2 separate regions of the Mus musculus genome follow, and region 2 is linked to region 1. Evidence: chromatin contacts called from public HiCAR-type data. All regions are on one chromosome and are shown on one strand. The core of a region is the stretch at or near the end of the contact, and the rest is flanking DNA. Distances in the headings are between cores, read along the strand shown. Region 1 overlaps Alpl (alkaline phosphatase, liver/bone/kidney). Region 2 has its middle 23 kb from the start of Ece1.

Region 1 (6,942 bases), core at 1,197-3,696:
CGTTGGGAAATGGGTAGAGTCACTTCTTGGATAGGCTGGGTTTAGGTCACTGACCCAGCAACTATAGCCAGCTGGGCTGTGGAAATCCTTGTGAGACTTGGGCAGGATATTGACCCTAGATACACCCTACTTCTCCCACAATCTCCAGCTTCAGTCCATCCTCCTAGGACTCTGAGACACCCTCCCCACCCCCAGCTCTGTCCTGGCTGTGTTCCCCCTGGGAGGACCTGGTTAGTCCTGAGACAACCCTGGGGAGGAGGCTGAGGCAGCCCTGGCTATGGAAACTGGCCTTGAACTTGTAACGCGCTGGGTGGGCCCCGACACAAGCAGAGTCCCAGCTAGCACACACAGGGAGTGCACAGATGCTGGTAGCTGGCAGCGGGGCCTCCACAGCATCCTTCCCACATTCCGATCGAGCTTGTGACCAGCTGTCGGGCTCTCAGCAGCTGGGGTGTGTGAGGCTCTTAGTAGTGGGGGCGAGAGAGGCAGGAACATGGGCTGGTAATGAGCTAATCCAGCAGGGCGTGGTGTCTTAGGTCTGTCGGCCCCAGCGCTTGCTGTCTCTCCAGTCAGTTCAAAGCCAACCTGGACTACATGAGCTCCTGACTCAAAAACTGAAACCCACGGTGGTGTGCTAGACCAATGGTCACAATGTGCCTTGACATTGTGCCTTAGAATGGGAATTCAACAGGACAAGGGACGATGAGAGAAACCACCATCACCCTTCGTGGCAGAGGCAGGAAGTCAGCCAGCAGAGTTCTGATTGGTGGATGCTCTCCTTGCTCCCAGGGCACAGGGCAAGGCCACACAGCAACTAATAGGATGAGGAGGATGTCTCCACAGGGCACCTACTATGTGCTAAAAGCACAGGGCACCTACTATGTGCTAGAAGCTTTCTGTGCTATCTCCCAAGGATCCAATGTGGGCAGAACTCTCAGGACCAAGAGCACAGGAGCTCATGGCTTGTACTGCAAGGTGTGGGAGAGCCAGTAGCCACCCAAGCCTGGTGGACTCCTCATGCGATGCCTTTGCCACCCTAGCATCTAGCAGGACTGCCTCCACATGGACTGGGGCTGTGACACGGGCTGTGACTCATGACCACTGAGTTCCCTGGTTCAGCCTAGGCTGGGGGTCTGGCAGAAAGCACATCTCCGACCACGCAGGCTCTCCTCCAGCTCCTCCTGCCTTGAATATTTATTACCTGTGTTCTGGGGGCTGGGGGGACTATCTCACCTAAGAGTCTGGTAGCACTCCCAGACTTCCCTCCCACCCTGGTCCACTCCTCTGTGATTACCATTCTGCAGAGAGAGGGAGCCACGGGGGCTGTCTCAGGCTGCCCTCTCCATCCCTTGTATCAGGGATGATCACTCCACGAAGCTTCCAATGTCAGTTTCTGAGACAGGACCTCTTTAGTGTTCTCTGTTGCCACCACAGTGACATGGTGACACCCGCTGTCATATCTGGCTACTCTGAGTCCATTCCCCTCCCCAACAGGGGAAGCCCTCTTCCTTTTGGTGGCTGCAGGTCGGGTGACTGGCAGAGGCTGGGACGGTTTCCATCTGGATACCAGAGCATTGTGGGTGTGAAGTGAGGAAGCCCCAGGGGGGAACACGGCCTGGGTGATGGACTAGAAACCTACAGAAAAACCCATGAGTAGGACGCTGGATCCAGACCCTGGCCGCAGGCATGCCTGAAGCTCACCTCTGAGTGGAAGCCAGTACATTCTCCTATTGTTTGCTTTGGTTTGTTCTGTTGCTTAGAGCCCAAACTCTGCCCTCAGAACTCCAGTCCAGAGGGTTTCCCTCAGCTCTCACACTGTAAACAATCACACCGGGTCGGTCATGCCCAGGGAAGAAACGGGACAAACTCGTCAAAGGTGGGCAGACACACTGTGTGCGAATTCACACAGGTGGAATCCGTGGCTGTGCATGGCGGTGCGAGTCTGCGACCCCAAGTTCTCTGGAAGCAGAGGCAGGAGGATTGCTCAAGTTCAAGGCTAGCATGGGCTTCAAAGCAAGTTCCAGGCCAGCCAGGGCTATATAATGAGACCATGTCAGAAAAGAAAGACAGATGGATGGAAGGAAGGATGTATGTATAGAAGGAAGAAAGCAGGCAGGCAAGGAAGTGGGGGAGAGGGAGGGGAAAAGAATTAGAGGAAATTCCTGAATTCCTGGGTAGGATTGCCTAGAATAGAGACACACACCTTCCCACGGGTTGGTATGGGCTCCATTTAACATTAGTATTAACAGGCCCGGTGCCTGAAAGCGTCCTTGTCTGCCCACTGGGCCCTTCAGTCAAGTGGTCAGTCAGTCCCTGGGAAGTCACCAGTACAGAACTGTAAGAAATCCATCTCAGAGGAGAAGTCAGATGCACAGGAGTGACATGAGTCAAGTGACATGCCCAAGGTCCCTGAACTGAAGAGGGGCAGAACCAGCTATGTCCTAGATGTTCCTGGCCCCAAGCCCAGGGCCTTTGCCCCTGGTCCCTGGGTAGCAGGGGCAGGGCTAAGCTGGCTGTCCTCTGAGGCTGTTTGTTCCACCTGACAGCCTTCAAAACTGTTTAAAAGTTAAAAGGAACAGACCTGCACAGCAGGAACAGTCCCCCAGCGCCCAGGGACATCAGCAGCCTCCTGTGTCCTAGGGCTTTAATGGTATTTAAACAATGGCTCCTAGCTGCTGTTCATTGAGCAGCTAATGCCCACCAGGGGCCAATAGGTCAAAGCCCTGACAGGGTTGAGGTGATGAACAACCTTGCTGAAGTGAAGTCCTCTGCGATGCAGGAAGAGACAGAAGAGGCAGGGAGGGAAGGCAGGCTCAGAGAAGGGCTGGCCCGGGACCCATATTCCAGAGCCCTACAGTTCACACTGCGGCCCTCAGAGGCTGCTGTACTCACACCTACAGAAGAGGAAACTAAAGAGGGAGGCAGAGCCACAAGCCCAGGCAATCCAGAGCAAGCAGCGGGAGTGAGGTCCCTGGCATTGCTTCTGGGCTCTACCCATCCTTCCAGCCCAGGCTGGGGGCCTCCTTTCCTGGGGCCTCTTCTGCCCCTCTCCACAGCCTCAAAACCCCTTAGGCTCTATCCGAGATCATGTGAGCCCTAAACTGCCAACCCACTCTTGTTCTGTCTCCACCATTAACTTCTGGCCCATCACCAAAGTGTATTTGCATAAAGCCTACCATGCACAGCTGGACTGCACATGTGCGGGGATGTGTGTGTGTGTGTGTGTGTGTGTGTGTGGTGTGTGGGGGGGGGGGGACTTCCAACCGGCTTCCCCTACCGGGCTCAAGTGATAGTCTTCCCAGTACTGGTGTGGGTGAAAGAGAATCTTGGTCTTAGAGCTGGTAGACCTGGGGCCCCGTGTGATACCCGCCCCATCCCACAGACGTGATGCAGAGGTATACACTCTAAGGCTCAGTCCATAGGATGTAGGTGGAAAGTGCATGCCAGGTTTTATTATTTCCTGAATTCTACAGTGTTAGACTGAAACCCAGGGCCTAGCCCAGATAGGAGAACACTCTGCCACTGAGTTATACCACCACTGGTGCTTTGAGGCAGGTACTCATGTGGTCGTCCTCATCTTAGGGTACACAGAGCGGTGAAAGGACTAAGATCACGCACAGGAGCAGCAGAGCTAGGTCCAAAGTTTTCAACTCCAAAGTTCAAAAACTGTTTGCCATTGTGCTGGGCTGAAACGGCTGAGGTTTTAGGAGACGCCACTCAACACAGGCCAGCAAGGGGGCAGACCAAGACTTTCGGGTTTTTCCCCAAAGAGGTTATGGGACCTTTACACATAGTCACATAAGTCACACAGAATGGGGGCAAGTACTCAGGGTCTCTGTTGCCAGGGTGTTGAAGTCAGCAGGCAAGACTGAGTGAACCAGAGGCAGGCAGCTGGTACAAAAGCCTGGAGGCCACGAAAGACTGGAAGGACTGTGAGTGACCCAGTGTGTGTCATGGCTGAGGAGGAGACTGTGTGTGTCTTCTTCTATGGTTATTATTATTAAGACAGGCTCTCTATATTATTATTAATAATATAGGATCTCTCTATCTATATCCCTGGCTGCCCTGAAACTCACAGTCACTCTCTTCAGACACACCAGAAGAGGGCATCAGATCCCATTACAGATGGTTGTGAGCCACCATGTGGTTGCTGGGAATTGAACTCAGCACCTCTGGAAGAGCAGTCAGTGCACCTAACCACTGAGCCATCTCTCCAGCCCTGTCTTACTCTATCTCCCACCTTGGGCTCTCAAATGTGGGATTACAGATGTGAACCTCTGTACTCACAGGTGTTAGGATTACAGAGAAAACTAGGCTTTCCTCCAGGTTTAATTTGCTAACCTTCTTTTCTGGTGTTGTCTCATTTGTAATGTTTCTAATGTCAAAAATTCAAGGCAAGGGGCTGGAGAGATGGCTCAACGGTTTAAGAGCACTGACTGCTCTTCCAGAGGTCCTGAGTTCAAATTCCAGCAACCACATGGTGGCTTCACAACCATCTGTAATGGGACCTGATGCCCTCTTCTGGTGTGTCTGAAGACAGCGACAGTGTACTCATATACATAAAACAAATAAACTTAAAAAAAAAAAAAACCAGCAGGGCAGTGGTGGCGTATGCCTTTGATCCCAGCACTTGGGAGGCAGAGGCAGGCGGATTTCTGAGTTCGAGGCCAGCCTGGTCTACAGAGTGAGTTCCAGGACAGCCAGGGCTACACAGAGAAACCCTGTCTTGGAAAAAGAAAGAAAGAAAGAAAGAAAGAAAGAAAGAAAGAAAGAAAGAAAGAAAGAAAGAAAGAAAGAAAGAAAGAAAGAAAGAAAGAAAGAAAGAAAGAAAGAAAGAAAGAAAGAAAGAAAGAAAGAGAGAGAGAGAGAGAGAGAGAGAGAAAGAGAGAGAGAGAGAGAGAGAGAGAGAAAGAAAGAAAGAAAGAAAGAAAGAAAGAAAGAAAGAAAGAGAAAGAAGGAGAGAGAGAGAAAGAAAGAGAGAGAAAAGAAAAGAAAAGAAAAGAAAAGAAAAGAAAAGAAAAGAAAAGAAAAGAAAAGAAAAGAAAAGAAAAGAAAAGAAAAAGAAAAAATCTACAAAGTGAGTTCCAGGACAGCCAGGGCTATACAGAGAAACAACCCTGTCTTGGAAAACTAAAAAAAAAAAAAAAGGAAAAAGAAAAAAGAAAAAGAAAAAGTCAAGGTCTGGATTCGAGGCACAGCTCAGTGGTGGAGCACTGGCCCTGGGTTCCATCCTGGCACTGAAAAAGTAAATTTGTTAAGGGCACAGGTCTGTCTCTTCTAGACTGAGCTAGATTTCAGGGCTGATGGTTCCGAGTGCTTGTGACTCTACTCTGGAGGTCAGGTCACTGTGCTCAGAGTGTGACAGGACACACCTGGGCCTGCTCACCTTCATCAAAAGTGAACAGTGTGGCCTAAGTGTGTCTCGGTTGGTAGAGTGCTGACCTAGCATGTAGCAGGCTCTGAGCTGGATCCTCAGCACCACACAAGCACAGCACAGTGGTCCATGCCATGCCTGTAATCTCAGCACTCAGGACAATCATGGGTTCCAGGTCATCCTTAGCTATAGAGTGATCTGAAAGTGAGCATGAGACCAGACTGGGTCATATCAGACCCTGCCTCTAAGATAGATAGATAGATAGATAGATAGATAGATAGATAGATAGATAGATAGATAGATAGATAGATTTATAAATAGATAAACAAATTTACAAATAGAGAAATAGATAAATAAATAAGGCAGGGCTTAGACAACTCTTTTTTTTCTTTTTTCTTTCTTTTTTTTGGGGGGGGGGTTACGAGACAGGGTTTCTCTGTGTAGCCCTGGCTGTCCTAGAACTCACTCTGTAGACCAGGCTGGCCTCGAACTCAGAAATCCGCCTGCCTCTGCCTCCCGAGTGCTGGGATTAAAGGTGTGCGCCATCATGCCCGGCTAGACAACTCTTGAGAAGACAGAAGCTCTCTGCAGATGGAGCTGGGCCTGTGTGTTCTCAGAGTGGAGGACACAGATGCATGGAAACCAGACTGACTTCTCAGCTCTCCTTTTGCCAAGATGCCCATATTCTTGAGCATGCACGCACTGCCCCTGGACCACCATAGCCAGCACCCTTAGGAATGAATAGCCTAGACATTTGTCAAAGATGTGCAGGGTCACAAGGAGAAGGGAACCCACAGACACAGACACCCTACACATCCCTTATCAGACAAGTGAGGATTCTGACCTTGGTGAATGGCTCCTCCCTGGGGAGAAAGCGATGCTCAGACCTGAGGTATCAGCAGAGGGAACTGACCTGACCAAGCCTGAGTATAGTCTGTCCTTTTCTTGGGGCTAAAGACAGGATTTAAGCCTATCCCTTACCCTAAAACAGTACCCACAAAACAGGTGGACCCCAAATAATACATATTGGTCACAGGAACATACAACAACACTGTCAGTTTTTGTATGTGGGTGTAAGAAACGGGTTTTTGAAACAGGATTCTTCTGTGTAGCCCTGACTGTCCTGGAACTCACTCTGTAGACCAGTCTGCCTCATGCCTCTAGAGTGTTGGAACTAAAGGCCTGCCCCACCACTACCCACCCTGTAACTTTTCTTAGATTGGGTCTCTTTATGTAGCCCTGGCTGGTCTGGAAGTCTCTGTGTAGACTAGGTAGACCTTAACTCTGCTGGGATTGCACATTTGTACATTACACATGGCCAGCACCAGTGTGTGTGTGTGTGTGTGTGTGTATAGGACAGTGACAGCCTCAGGTGTTTGGGACAGTGTTCCCCTGTGAACACCAGGCTAGCTGGCCTGTGAGCCAAGGCTTCTTCTGTTCAAGCTTCATGTCACCCTGCAGGAGTACTGGAGATGGATGCTACTGTAACCAACTTTACCTGCTTTCTGGGGAGGGTTTGCCCTTCCTCGTGAGCTAGACAGGTGTGTATCAATTGTGTATCACAATGT
Region 2 (6,942 bases), core at 1,373-3,872, 64 kb after region 1:
TCTGTCCTGAAAACTCTCCCCCTGAAGGTGTCCCGAGCCTGGATGTTCCAGGCTGTGGGAGCGCCGGCCACCGCTAACTATACCTGATGATGCCCGTCAGGGCAGAGACCAGCTGCAGCTTCAATCCAGTCTCGCCGAGCTACAAGGGAGCTGGGTCTTGGTTTCCTCCTCCGCAAAACGTGGCGTTGGGTACAAGAATGTGGGGAGCTCTTCCAGCCCTGGCAATTGTGGGCCTCAAATGCTTCAGGGCCACCTCGTATGCTGCCACTGCTGTGGGTCTGCAAGCTCAGCGAGACGGGAAGAAGAGACACCAAGGGGGCCAAGTGTGATGGGCCCTTGTCCCCACCCCAGGGTCTCCCCGGCCCTCCACAGGCCCTATGCTACAGGTGCGGCTCTGGGTCTCTTGGAAGCTCCCAGTTCTCCTTTCCACACCCCATTTCCTCTTCTGCCCCGCCCCCTCCTCTGTGCCCCTGTGACTCCCTGATGTCAACTCTAACCCCCCAGTTCAGGTAGCCCTGCCAGCCTGTTTCATTCCCTAGCCCCTCCCACACAGATCAGCCTAGACTCTGTCCGCTCCTTTCTCCTCCCTAGCGGTTACATTCTTAAATCGAGCTGTTTCTTCGTCCACTTCCGCTACAGAGCCCCTGAACTCAAGTGTGGTACTTATTTCCCTTCTGGCTCATGAGCCACACAGATCAGCCTAGTGGCAGCTTCAGTCTTGTCCCCTGCATTGCTCTCTGGGTACCACAGCGCAAGGCTGCTCCGGTGTTCCTGTGTAGGTATCTGCTGCCCCTGCTGGTCAGTTTGTTATAAACACAGACAGCTTTCCAGGTCACCCTTCCCAACATTCAACATGGGGACGGGGTGGGAGGAGGGAGGCGTTGACAGCCAGACCAGACCAGATCCAGGAACCAGAAACTGTAATGAGTGGGGTTGTGTTTGTCCCCTTTTTTATAGGTTGGAAACTAAGATCTTAAGATAAAGTCATTTCATCAAGGGATAGAGCTAGACAAAATAAAATAAAATAAAATAAAATAAAATAAAATAAAATAAAATAAAAACCAGAGCATTTAGGACCAAAGCCAGTGCCTGTAGACATAATTACTCAGGAATTTGAAGCTGGAGGATGGCTTGAGCCAGAAGGACATAGATAGATAGATAGATAGATAGATAGATAGATAGATAGATAGATAGATAGACAGACAGATGACTGATAGATAACCCAGCTTTGCTTGGAGTTCAGAACCGCCTGCAGCTCCTTAGAAACTTTCCACTCTCCCAGAACTCTACTCCCAAGCATGGCATGCCTGTTCTTCTCTACTCTCAATGCGACACCTTCAGACTGTCCACACAGCACAGAAGGCTCTCTGCATTAGCATTAGCATCCTGCCGTAACGTCCCTTCCTGAGACAGCTGTGGTGGCAACCCACCTACAATCCCAGCACTTGGAAGTTAGAGGTGGCAAGCCATCACAGCACTTGGAAGGTGGAGGCAGAAGGATCAAAAGTTCAAGGTCATCTTTAACTACACAGCAAATCGAGCATCAGCCTCCGCAGCCCATCCTTCTACCCAGCCATTCCCCCATACCCTCTCCTACACACACAGTCTACCCCACACCCAACCCAAGCCCTCGCAAGTAGCTCATCTCAGGGGGTGGGGGGGGGTGGGAGGGGAAAGCAAAAGAGAAGAGCCTCCCTTGACCTGACCCAAACTGGAGCTGCCTGCCTATTTCCTTAGGAAGAAAGTCCTTAAGGGAAAGGGGGCAGGGAATGTAACTCATGCTGTAGCTCTTGTTGGTAGACACTTGTCTCGTGTGCACACATCCCGGAACTATAAGCTCACCATGGTGGGCTTATCTATCACCTATCTATCTGTCTATCTGTCTATCTTTCTATCTGTCTATCTATCTGTCTGTCTGTTTATCCATCTATCTATCTATCTATCTATCTATCTATCTATCTATCTATCTATCTATCTATCTATCATCTATCTATCTATCTAATCTACCATCTATCTATCATCTACCTATTATTTATCTACTTATCTATCATTTACCTATCATTTATCTACTTATCTAGCATCTATCTATAATCTATCATCTATCCATCTATCATCTACCTGTCATCTACCTACCTGTCATCTATCTATCTATCTATCTATCTATCTATCTATCTATCTATCTATCATCTACCTACCTATCATCTCTCTATCATTTGTCTGTCTCTGTCTGTCTGTCTATTACCTACCTATAACTACACACTGTAATCTCAGCACTCCAGAAACAGAGGCAGGAGGATCAGAAGTTCAAGATCACCCTCAGCTACACATGGAATTCAGTGTCAACCTGGACTACATGAGACTCTGTCTTATACTGGGGTGGGGGTGGGGGTGGAGGTGGGGAGGGATCCTGGGAATATGGGTCCATAGTAGAGTACTGACCCTGAGTTTGGCACCTGATGCCAATAATAAATAAACAAACAAACAAACAAACAAGCAAGCTTTGGGGAGGACTGCCCGTTTGTTTTCTTCTCCTTCAGCACGGGCTATTCTGGATTTTGTCCCATGCTTGCCAAGTCACGCTGACCGGATGTTCCCTAAGCCAGCAGCCCATGTCCTGCTGACTCAGTACACTTGACCTCTTGCTTGGCAGCCCTCAGCACCCGGGGATGAGAGTTCTGTCCTCTGTGGTCAGAGCTCCTCCTGGTTTTGTTTCCTCCCGTTTCTACTTCTCAGTCTCCTCTGCAGATCGCTGACACTCCCCAGCCCCGTCTCAGACCCTCCCCTCCATCCTGTTCTCTCCTAGGGTGTCCACAGAAGGACTAGCAGCCCTCCCATGCACGCCACCTCTGTGGGGTACCTCCGTTGCAGGGGGTGTGTTACTGGTTTACAGCAAGGTCCTCAAGGTGGCGCAGCCTACCTGTCTATCCTGCAGAGATGTGGAGGCCTTACTCTGACTTAGCCTTTCCTCTGATCCTAAGAGGGACATCCAGCTGCTTGCACTTCTCTCCTTAAATGTGGGAAGCCACATGTGCCGTTGCAGAGTGGCACTGACTACTGCTGGCCACCACACATAAGTTTGGACAAACAACCAATGTGTACATATGCAGTAAAGTTTTTTGCAAAGACACTGCCTGGCCCGGGCATGATAACGAGGCTTTGAGAGTATAACCAATCAGATGTGAGACATGCAAATGAGGTATGATAATGAGGCTCTGTGAGGTACAGAGAGAGTAGCCAATCAGATGAGGAACATGCAAATGAGGCGTAGTGCATAACCAATCCGGGTGTGAGACACGCCTCTCCTAGGCCTATATAAGCAGCACCAGTTCTGGGCTCGGGGTCTCTTCGCCTCTGCAATCAAGCTCTCCCAATAAACGTGTGCAGAAGGATCCTGTTGCAGCGTCGTTACTGCTGGCCAGTCCGGCGTGCCCAAGACTTAAACACATCTCACTCTCAGCCTGTCAGCTCAGATCTCCCCAGTCTGATACTCTAACACACTGCTCCATCCACAAACCCAGAGCTCATCAGGAAAACCTCCCTCTCCCTTGCCCTTATCCATCCACCCATCCATACCATGGTCTGCCCATGCCCACCTGTCTCACCCAAGCCTCCCCTGTACAGCCTCAATAGCAGCCCTGGGCAACCTGGCATGTTGCAGTAAATTAATTAAACTGTTGGCTCCTGGTGAGTCACTCGCACACTGCACTCACCCAAGAGCTCTCTGGATTTATGAATGAAGCACACACACACACACACACACCAGTTAATTTTGATATACCTTGACTAGCTCAATGGTTGAGCACTTCTAAATCTCCCCGTTGGCTTGACACCTTCTAAATCTATATTTTACCTTTTCTTCCCTGTTACCTTCTGGGCAGCAACTCCATAGGGCTGCATTCCCTTTCCACCTACATTGCTGGATGGTTTCTCTCCTGCAGCTCTTAAATCTGATCCCACAGCAATTCTCTCTTCTTCCCCTCTCTCTTGGTCCCTTGCCCGCACAATCTAAGATTCCCACTCTGTCTCTTTGCCCAGCTGTTGTCTGAATGGCAATTCTTTATTAGAACCAGCTGAGGGTAGGGACGCTCAGGTCTGCATGGCAGCTGATCCCCAACACTGCCACTGTCTCCAACTGTCCTCATTCAGTATGCTCACCACACAGCATCCGATGGATGCATGTGACTGTGACACATGGCAGCTATTTTTCTTCTGGATCAAGGTCTAAATCCTCAGTGCAGCCTGCAAGGCCACATACTCTGGCCCCTGACGCTTCTCTTGCCTCTTAGGCACTCCAGCACCATGGCCAGATCCACAACCTCCCTACTGCCCCACAACTTCTACTTCTACTGGATGCCAGGACCACCCTCTTCCCCTCCCTTCACCCAGTTAGCTCCTAACTGTCATGGCTCACCTCCAGGACTCCCTTGCCAGGGAGGCGCCACCTGATGATCCCGAGGCCAGGCCAACCATCTCAAGAAGCTTCGGTTCTTCTTCCAACACAATTCATCTTGCAACCCCTTCACTCATCCAGATGGCATCTAACAAATTCCCCAAACTCGCCCCTGGGTGGGCACACATCTGTGCTTGTTCGGAAGCATTTAGGACCTCAGGGGTGGGGGCGGGGCTAGCTACTGTGGCAGAAGGATAAAGGGAGTGAACCCAGCCTTTCCATCTGACTGCATAGTGAGTCACTTCAAGAAGAAGTTGGATAGCTGAAGACATGGCCTGGTGGTTAAGAGCACTGACTGCTCTTCCAGAGGACCCAGAAATGATTCTTAGCACCCACATGGTGGGTCACAACTGTCTGTAACTCCAGTTGCAGATAATCAATGCCCTGCTCTAGCCTCTAGTACATACACGCGGGCAAAATATGCATGCGCATGAAATAAAAGCCAATAGCATCCAGGGGCCGAGGAGATGGTTCTGTCTGTAAAGTGTTTGTCCCAAAGCACAAGGATCTGACTCACCCGCATGTACAAATCCGGACATGCAGGCACATATTTATTATCCCGGAGCTGTGGAGGCAGACACCAGCATCCCTGGGGCTCACTGGCCAAACTGCCTAGCCTACTTGGTGACTTCCACGCCAGTGAGAGACCCTATCTCTAAAGGAAGATGGTGTTAGCTGGGAAATGATGGTGTATAAGATTTTCTGCCTAAGCATCAGGACATCCTGAGGTCCCTGGTACCCACATAAGAACCAGGTATAGCCACATTTATGCCAATGCTTTGGGGGTGCAAAAAGCAGGATGGCTGGGACTTGTCAGCCACCAGCCTAACATCAGGTCCAGTGAGACACTGCCTTAAGGGACTAAGGGGCAGAATGACAGAGAAGGACATCTGATGTCCTTCTCTGTCCTCTGGCATCTCCATGCATACACACAAACATGCACACATGTGCACACACATGTAATACCCAAGTCATTCAGTCTGTCTAATTTCCTTCCTCCCTTCCTCTCTCCCTCCTCCCTCCCTCCTTTTCTTTTCCTCTCCCCTCCCTCCTCCTCCTCCTCCTCCTCTTCCTCCTCCTCCTCCTCCTCCTCCTCCTCCTCCTCCTCCTCCTCCTTCTTCTTCTTCTTCTTCTTCTTCTTCTTCTTCTTCTTCTTCTTCTCTCTCTCTCTCTCTCTCTCTCTCTCTCTCTCTCTCTCTCTCTCTCTCTCTCTCTCTCGGCAGAATCTCATGGTGTAGCTCTGACTAGCTTGGAGTTCTCTATGTAGACCAGGCTGGCCTAGAACTCAGAAACCCACCTGCCTCTGCCTCCTGAGTGCTGCAATCAAAGGTGTGTACCACCACGCTCAGCTTTCTTTCTTTACTTTTCTCAGTACCGAGGACTGAAGCTAGAGCCTCACTAAGACTAGGCCAGGGCTTCATCCCTGAGCTGTATCTGCAGCCTTCCTCCGCTTCTTCCTCCTCCTCTTCTTCTTCCCCCTCTTCTTCCTCCTTCTCTTCTTCTTCCTCCTTTTCCTCCTCCTTCTCCTCTTCCTCCTCTTCTTCCTCTTCCTTCTCTTTCTCTTCTTCTTCCTCTTCTATTTGTATTTCAAAACATTCTCAGTAGGTTGCCCAGGATCTCCTTGAACACACTCTCTTACTCTATCGCCCTTGCTGATCTTGAATTTATGCCTCAACCTCCCAGGTAGTGGGGATCACAGGCCAGAGCCACAAGGCCCCACTACCATTCTTCCTTTATTACAAAAGCCATGGATGATTGTTATAGAAAACAAACAAACAGGAAAGCACAGGCTTAAGCAGGAACATACGGTCCTGTGTGCACATTGCTTTGCAAACTGCTTCTCTTCCTGAAGGTACAGGAGCCACACATGCCAGCATCTACATTTCTGTTGTTCAGACATGATGACCTGTTGTCAGGTCATAGCAGTTTTCTGTTGTGTGATATGTATGTGGTATTCATGGTAGGCAGTACACAGGAATGTGTGTGGTGTCGGAGGCCAGAGGGTGCCCTCTCAGGGAACATTTCTTCTTCTTCTTCTTCTTCTTCTTCTTCTTCTTCTTCTTCTTCTTCTTCTTCTTCTTCTTCTTCTTCTTCTTCTTCTTCTTCTTCTTCTTCTTCTTCTTCTTCTTCTTCTCTTCTTCTTCTTCTTCTTCTTCTTCTTCTCTTCTTCTTCTTCTTCTTCTTCTCTTCTTCTTCTTCTTCTTCTTCTTCTTCTTCTTCTTCTTCTTCTTCTTCTTCTTCTTCTTCTTCTTCTTCCTCCTCCTCCTCTCCTCCTCCTCCTCCTCCTCCTCCTCCTCCTCTTCTCCCTCCTTCTGTTTTCTTTATTTTTTATTCACTTCACATCCTGATTGCTGCCCCCTCTCCCTGTCCCCCTCTCACACAGTCCCTCCCTCCTCCTCCTCCACTTCTCCTCTGAGAGGATGGAGGTCCCCTGTGTATCCCCCCACCCTGGCTCCCACATCAAGTCTCTGCACTGCTAGGGGCATCTTCTC

The links. HiCAR-type assays count read pairs that join an accessible place to other places.
Region 2: a contact with region 1 is called in a HiCAR-type map of kidney, with 2.8 times the contacts expected there. The contact joins two enhancer-like sites. A contact is called at or near these places in 3 of 484 Hi-C or Micro-C datasets (the HL-1 cell line, the N1E-115 cell line and granulosa cells), 6 of 115 datasets of contacts at active chromatin or transcription factors (T-cell acute lymphoblastic leukemia, embryonic stem cells, kidney and 1 more) and 3 of 9 other capture datasets (adipose tissue, liver and pancreatic islet).

What each region holds. Positions count from the first base shown.
Region 1 is chr4:137,771,080-137,778,021 of GRCm38.p6, forward strand. The region is part of intron 1 of Alpl (alkaline phosphatase, liver/bone/kidney); the gene reads right to left. Among named protein-coding and RNA genes, the nearest start is that of Alpl, 22 kb to the right of the region's middle. Within about 2 kb of position 2,447, at least 38 of the 459 cell types and tissues checked have an H3K27ac peak or open chromatin away from gene starts, as enhancers often do. A contact at or near this core is called in kidney and liver, where this site is marked.
Region 2 is chr4:137,835,364-137,842,305 of GRCm38.p6, forward strand. No RefSeq gene overlaps it. Among named protein-coding and RNA genes, the nearest start is that of Ece1, 23 kb to the right of the region's middle. Within about 2 kb of position 2,623, at least 69 of the 459 cell types and tissues checked have an H3K27ac peak or open chromatin away from gene starts, as enhancers often do. A contact at or near this core is called in kidney and liver, where this site is marked.